Linked DNA regions of Macaca mulatta: region 1 is linked to region 2. Evidence: chromatin contacts called from public Hi-C data. All regions are on one chromosome and are shown on one strand. Each heading gives the region's core, a stretch centred on a gene start, on an enhancer-like site or on the middle of the called end of the contact. The rest is flanking DNA. Distances are from core to core; before and after follow the strand shown.

Region 1 (2,808 bases), core at 80-2,579, 170 kb before region 2:
TCTAATAAAATCCTAGACAGAGCTTTCTGGAGTCCAGTTTGGTGATGTCCATTTTCCAACTGTATATATCCTCAAACTTGCACTGATAACCCCCATTTTACCAGGGCAAGATTAGGAAGAGGTACCAAGATGTGTCTGAAAATTTCCCTTGTCAGTTTACTTATGCAAACATTGCACATCTGAACTGTAATTTGACCATTTCCTACTGACAGGATTTCCTTTTGCTTTTGTCTGCCTCCTCTTCACATCTTCCTCTTTATCCACCCTACCAAACAAGCAAAACATTTATTTAAAGTAGTTCTAGGCCGGGCGCGGTGGGTCACACCTATAATCACAGCACTTTAGAAGGCCGAGGCGGGCGGATCACCTGCGGTCAGGAGTTCCAGACCAGCCTGACCAACATGGTGAAATCCCATCTCGGCTTTTTTTTGAGACGAAATCTCGCTGTCCCGCAAGCTGGCGTACAGTGGCGCGATCTCGGCTCACTGCAACTTCCGCCTCCCGGGTTCAGGCGATTCTCCTGCCTCGGCCTCTCTAGTAGCTGGAATTAACAGGCGCGCGCCATCAAGCCCAGCTAACTTTTGTATTCTTAGCAGAGACGGGGTTTCACCATGTTGGCCAGGCTGGTCTCGAACTCCTGACCTCAAGTGATCCGCCCGCCTCGGCCTCCCAAAGTGCTGGGATGACAGGCGGGAGCCACCGTGCCCGGCCTGCGTTTCATTTATTGACGGCTAATTTTCCAGGAGTCCAGGAATCCCCAAACGTCCTCTATGCCATAGGTAATCCAATCAGTTTGGGGCAGAAAGCCGCCTGGAAGTGGGCGTGGAGAACGGAGGCGTGAGCGCCACGGGAACGGGGAGATTACCTGCAGCTGGGGGGCGGGGAGGCCGGATCCCAGGCGGGACAGTGGCTAGGCTGCGTGTCGCCACCCGCGACCCTCGTTTACCCCCTGGGTCTCTGGACGGCGGGGAGCCGGGGCGAAGACAACACAAGGACGGGGTTCTCGGATGCCTCGCGAGTGGGGCAGAGGCGGCGGCGGCGAAGCGACAACTTCCGCCGGAAAACGGTCCCTGGCGCGGGGCACGCTGGGAGCCGCGGACGGCGGGCGCGGGCTGGGCCGGGTCTGGCGGCGGCCGCGCACCCCGCGTCGTCTGGGGTACTGTGGCGTCGTGCGCTGATGACAGGCCCGACACGCCCCCCCTGACGTCCGCGATCCCGTCTTGGCTCAGCCTCTCGCAGCCTTGCGCTCGTGGGAGAGTCCCGCCTCCTCCTGCGAACCGCACCACCCAGAGCCCGGCGTGCGCCCCGGGCCCGTCTCTGACGGAAGCCGGGGCGGAAGGTCGGAGTCCGGAAGAAAAACAGCCCGCGACAGCCGGCAGGGCTACTCTAGCCGGGACCCGCTGGCCGGGAGACGCGAACCTGCCGGACCAGCGCGCGGGGACGACGGCGGCCATGAGCTCGCGGAAGCTGAGCGGGCCGAAGGGCAGGAGGCTCAGGTGAGGAGACGCTGGCGGCAGAGGAGGCCTGCTCGGGGCATCGCTGCCGCCGACCCCCTCGGGCTGCGGGCTGGGGGTGGACGCAGACCGGGAGACAAGGCACCAGACCTCCATGACTGCCTTTGGTTCAGGGGCGCTACCACCTTCTCCCACGCCTGTGTCAGGTGGGCTGCGTTGGGCCCGAGCCTCGCGCCCCCTCTAAGCCGAGGCTGCCAAGCTCGTTCCCACTGGGGCGCAAGCAGGTGTCCCGGTTGCTTTGTGGAGAGGACAGCCGTGTTGGGTTGTTTGAGGTTAAAGACATAACGAGGCCGTCACCTTTCAGCTCTAGGTTAGAAATCTTGTTCCTGCTTCTCATCAGCACGTACATCAGGAGGTCTGCCTGATCCCATGGTGACCCCCGGGAACCCGAAATCAGATTGAGATAAGATCCTTTAGTGAAGTGACTTAGCCTGGTCTCTTGCCTGCTCTTTCACGGGGAACAAGGCTAATCGCCCACTTAGTGTAAGTCACGATGCCTGGATTTGCTGCTAATCGTCGGATTTGAGAGTGGGAACAAGAAATCCGGACTTTTGCTCTCCATCCTCTTAGAGTGAGTCTGAGAAAGTAAGTCTCTGAGCAAAAGATCTTTTGTTCCTTAAGCCTCTGTGGGACAGCAGGGGGAGATCGTAAACAAATGAAGCACACAATCTCAGGCTGAGCGCCTGGGAAGGTGGTTTCTGTACAGTGTTGTTTATGCTAACAGGGAGGGACAGGAAGTTGCTTTAAACTGGCCAAGAATTTCTTGAAGTGCCTTTGAGAACGTCGACCTCTAAGAACAGGGTCTGTTGGAGAAGAGATGTTTTGGCATCATCTGCTCTTTTCTCCCGTCCCCCTGTACCCTCTGCCACTCCAGATCTCCAGCTGCTGCAGGTGCTCCTCATCGTGTGCCTAGGACTCAGGCCAGGCTGTTCCTGGTCTCTGCAGGGTCTGCAGCTCCTGCGTGCTCTGTGCTGCGCACAGTCTGGGGCTTCTTTTTTTTTTTTTTTTTTTTTTTTTTTTGAGACGGAGTCTCGCTCTGTCGCCCAGGCTGGAGTGCAGTGGCGCGATCTCGGCTCACTGCAAGCTCCGCCTCCCGGGTTCCCGCCATTCTCCTGCCTCAGCCTCCCGAGTAGCTGGGACTACAGGCGCCCGCCACCGCGCCCGGCTAATTTTTTGTATTTTTAGTAGAGACGGGGTTTCACTGTGGTCTCGATCTCCTGACCTTGTGATCCGCCCGCCTCGGCGTCCCAAAGTGCTGGGATTACAGGCTTGAGCCACCGCGCCCGGCCAAGTC
Region 2 (2,700 bases), core at 112-2,611:
AAGTTTTTCTCTTTGTTGAAATTTTTTATCTAAAAGGGAACTAATTTCCCATTTACCTCTGGGGTTCAGCAGAGAAATTGTATGTTGGCCCTTGGGTCTTTTTTTTTTTCTTTTCTTTTCTTTTTTTTTTTTTTTGAGATGGAGTCTCGCTGCAACACCCCGGCTGGAGTGCAGTAGCATAATCTCGGCTCACTGCAAGCTCTGCCTCCCAGGTTCAAGCGATTCTCCTGCCTCAGCCTTCCGGAGTAACTGGGGTTACAGGCACCCGGTATCATGTCCACCTAATTTTTGTATTTTTAGTAGAGACGGGATTTCGTCATGTTGGTCAGGCTGGTCTTGAACTCCTGACCACAGGTGTTCCGCCCGCTTCAGCCTCTCAAAGTGCTGGGATTACAGGCGTGAGCCACTGTGCCCGGCTGTTGTTACTTTTAAGAGGTTTTCATTGCAAACAATTTAGCTAGAGTATTTTACTAAACTTAATTGTGATGGTGAGTGTGTGTGAATGTTTACTTTAAATACAGAAGCCCAAATTTGTTAACGTTTGTTGATTTTAAAGGAAATTTAATTCTCTCTCTCTAGAGAATCATTATTATCCATGGTAGATTGTTGAACAGGGGTGGAGAAGAAGACAAATTAGTGTGATATGAGCATTACATTACAAGATAGTTTTACATTTGGTGGTGCTGGTGCTGGTAGGAGGTTGGAAACAAAGTCTGTTGTCAGTTTTAGCTGCGATTCCTTTAAGCATGTTTCTTAAGCTGGGCTGGGCGCGGAGGCTCAGGCCTGGAATCCCAGCACTTTGGGAGGCCGAGACCGGCGGATCACGAGGTCAGGAGATCGAGATCATCCTGGCCAACACAGTGAAACCCCTGTCTCTACTAAAAATAGAACAGGTGTGTTGGCGGGCGCCTGTAGTCAGTCCCAGCTACTCAGGAGGCTGAGGCTGGAGAATTGCTTAAACCCAGGAGGCGGAGGTTGCAATTAACTGAGATCGTGCCATTGCACTCCAGCCTGGGTGACAGAGGGGAGACTCCATCTCAAAAAAAAAAAAAAAAAAAAAAAAAAAAAAAAAAAAAAGTTTCTTAGACTGAAACATATGTCGCGTTGCTTGAGGCTATCTGTAGTGTCTGTTGGGGAAATCGACCTGCTGTATTGTCTTTGGAAGTGTTACACTTTTTGAAAACGCTTCTGAAAGTGGGCACGTATGTGTCTTTTCTCTGAAAGGATCAAATCAGATTTGTGACTTTTGGGTTATGGTACTAAAGTGAGACTCAGCTTTTAATGCTTCCTAGCTCTAGGAAATGTTTAGGATTTGACTAAATCGGGATTGGCATGAGATACTCATATACATAGGACTTACTTACACGCTTGCAATAGTGCCAGATGGAGCCACGGACCACTTCCCAGCGCAGCATTTCAGGCTGCTACTCCCAGTCCTTGGAACTCAGAAACAATTTACCAACTCTGAACAAGTGGCTTCCAGCTTGAAATCTATCCCACTCTGGTTGCGGTGGCTCATGTCTGTAATCCCAGGACTTGGGAGGCCAAGGTGGGATGATGCCTGAGCCTAGGAGTTCAAGACCAGCCTGGGCAACATAGTAAGACCCTGTCTTTAAAAAAATGAAAAGAAAAAAAAGGCCGGGCGCAGTGCTATGTGCCTGTAACCCCAGCTACTTGGGAGGCTGAGGCAGGAGCATTGCTTGAACACAGGAGGTGGAGGTTGCGGTGAGCTGAGATCACGCCACTGCACTCTGGCCTGGGAGACAGAGCGAGGCTTCATAGAGCAAGACTTTATCTCAAAAAAAAAAAAAAAAAAAACTCCAGTGAGGTTGGGGGATCTTGAGGCTGCAGTGAGCCTTGATTGCGCCACTGCATTCTAACTTGGATGACTGAATGAGGTGCCATCTCTTAAGGGAAAAAAATTGTTTTAACAACTATGAAGAAGAATGGCCAAACAGCTGTGGACTCCTAACAGTCATCCCCAGCTCAGATACTAGCATCTCTCTGCCTGTTGATGGAGGGAAAGCACGTGGAGAGTTTGGGAAGCGGGATTGACTTGAGGAAATGATACCCTCTCACCCCTGGGGATGGGTGTTTGAGAGTAAAAGTAATAAAAAGTAATAAAGGTGACTTGACTTGAATATGTGTGTGTGTATGTGTATTTTATTATTTATTTGTTTATTTTTATTTATTTATTTATTTTTGAGACGGAATTTTGCTTTTGTTGCCTAGGCCAGAGTGCAGTGGTGCTATCTCAGCTCACTGCATCCTCTGCCTCCCAGGTTCAAGTGATTCTTCTGCCTCATCCTCCCTAGTAGCTGGGACTGCAGGTGTCCGCCACCACGCCTAGCTAATTTTTTGTATTTTTAATAGAGACAGGGTTTTACTATGTTATGTTGGCCAGGCTGGTCTCAAACTCCTGACCTCGTGATCTACCCATCTCGGCCTCCCAAAGCGCTGGGATTACAGGTGTGAGCCAGCGCGCCCGGCTCATTTTTTGGTTTGTTTTGGTTTGTTTTGTGATGCGGAGTCTCCCTGTGAGCCACCGTGCCTGGCCATTTTCATTATTATTTTTTTTTTAAATAAAAACATTGCCAGGCACAGTAGCTCATGCCTGTAATCCCAGCACTTTGGGAGGCCGAAGTGGACGGATCACCTGAAGTCGGGAGTTCGAGATCAGCCTGACCAACATGGAGAAAC

The links. A called contact is a pair of places that touch in the nucleus more often than the background predicts.
Region 1: a contact with region 2 is called in a Hi-C map of fetal cortical plate, with 2.1 times the contacts expected there. The contact joins the promoter of INPP5K here to the enhancer-like site in region 2. A contact is called at or near these places in 4 of 14 Hi-C or Micro-C datasets (CD4 T cells, fetal cortex germinal zone, fetal cortical plate and 1 more).

What each region holds. Positions count from the first base shown.
Region 1 is chr16:3,067,654-3,070,461 of T2T-MMU8v2.0, reverse strand. It overlaps INPP5K (inositol polyphosphate-5-phosphatase K), which reads left to right and starts at 1,329. Exons shown (of 12, transcript NM_001260646.1): 1 at 1,329-1,496. The coding sequence starts at 1,453. It overlaps PITPNA (phosphatidylinositol transfer protein alpha), which reads left to right. Exons shown (of 12, transcript NM_001260719.1): 12 at 1-6.
Region 2 is chr16:2,894,097-2,896,796 of T2T-MMU8v2.0, reverse strand. All of the region lies in intron 6 of YWHAE (tyrosine 3-monooxygenase/tryptophan 5-monooxygenase activation protein epsilon), which reads left to right. Among named protein-coding and RNA genes, the nearest start is that of YWHAE, 52 kb to the left of the region's middle. Within about 2 kb of position 1,361, at least 2 of the 40 cell types and tissues checked have an H3K27ac peak or open chromatin away from gene starts, as enhancers often do. A contact at or near this core is called in fetal cortical plate, where this site is marked.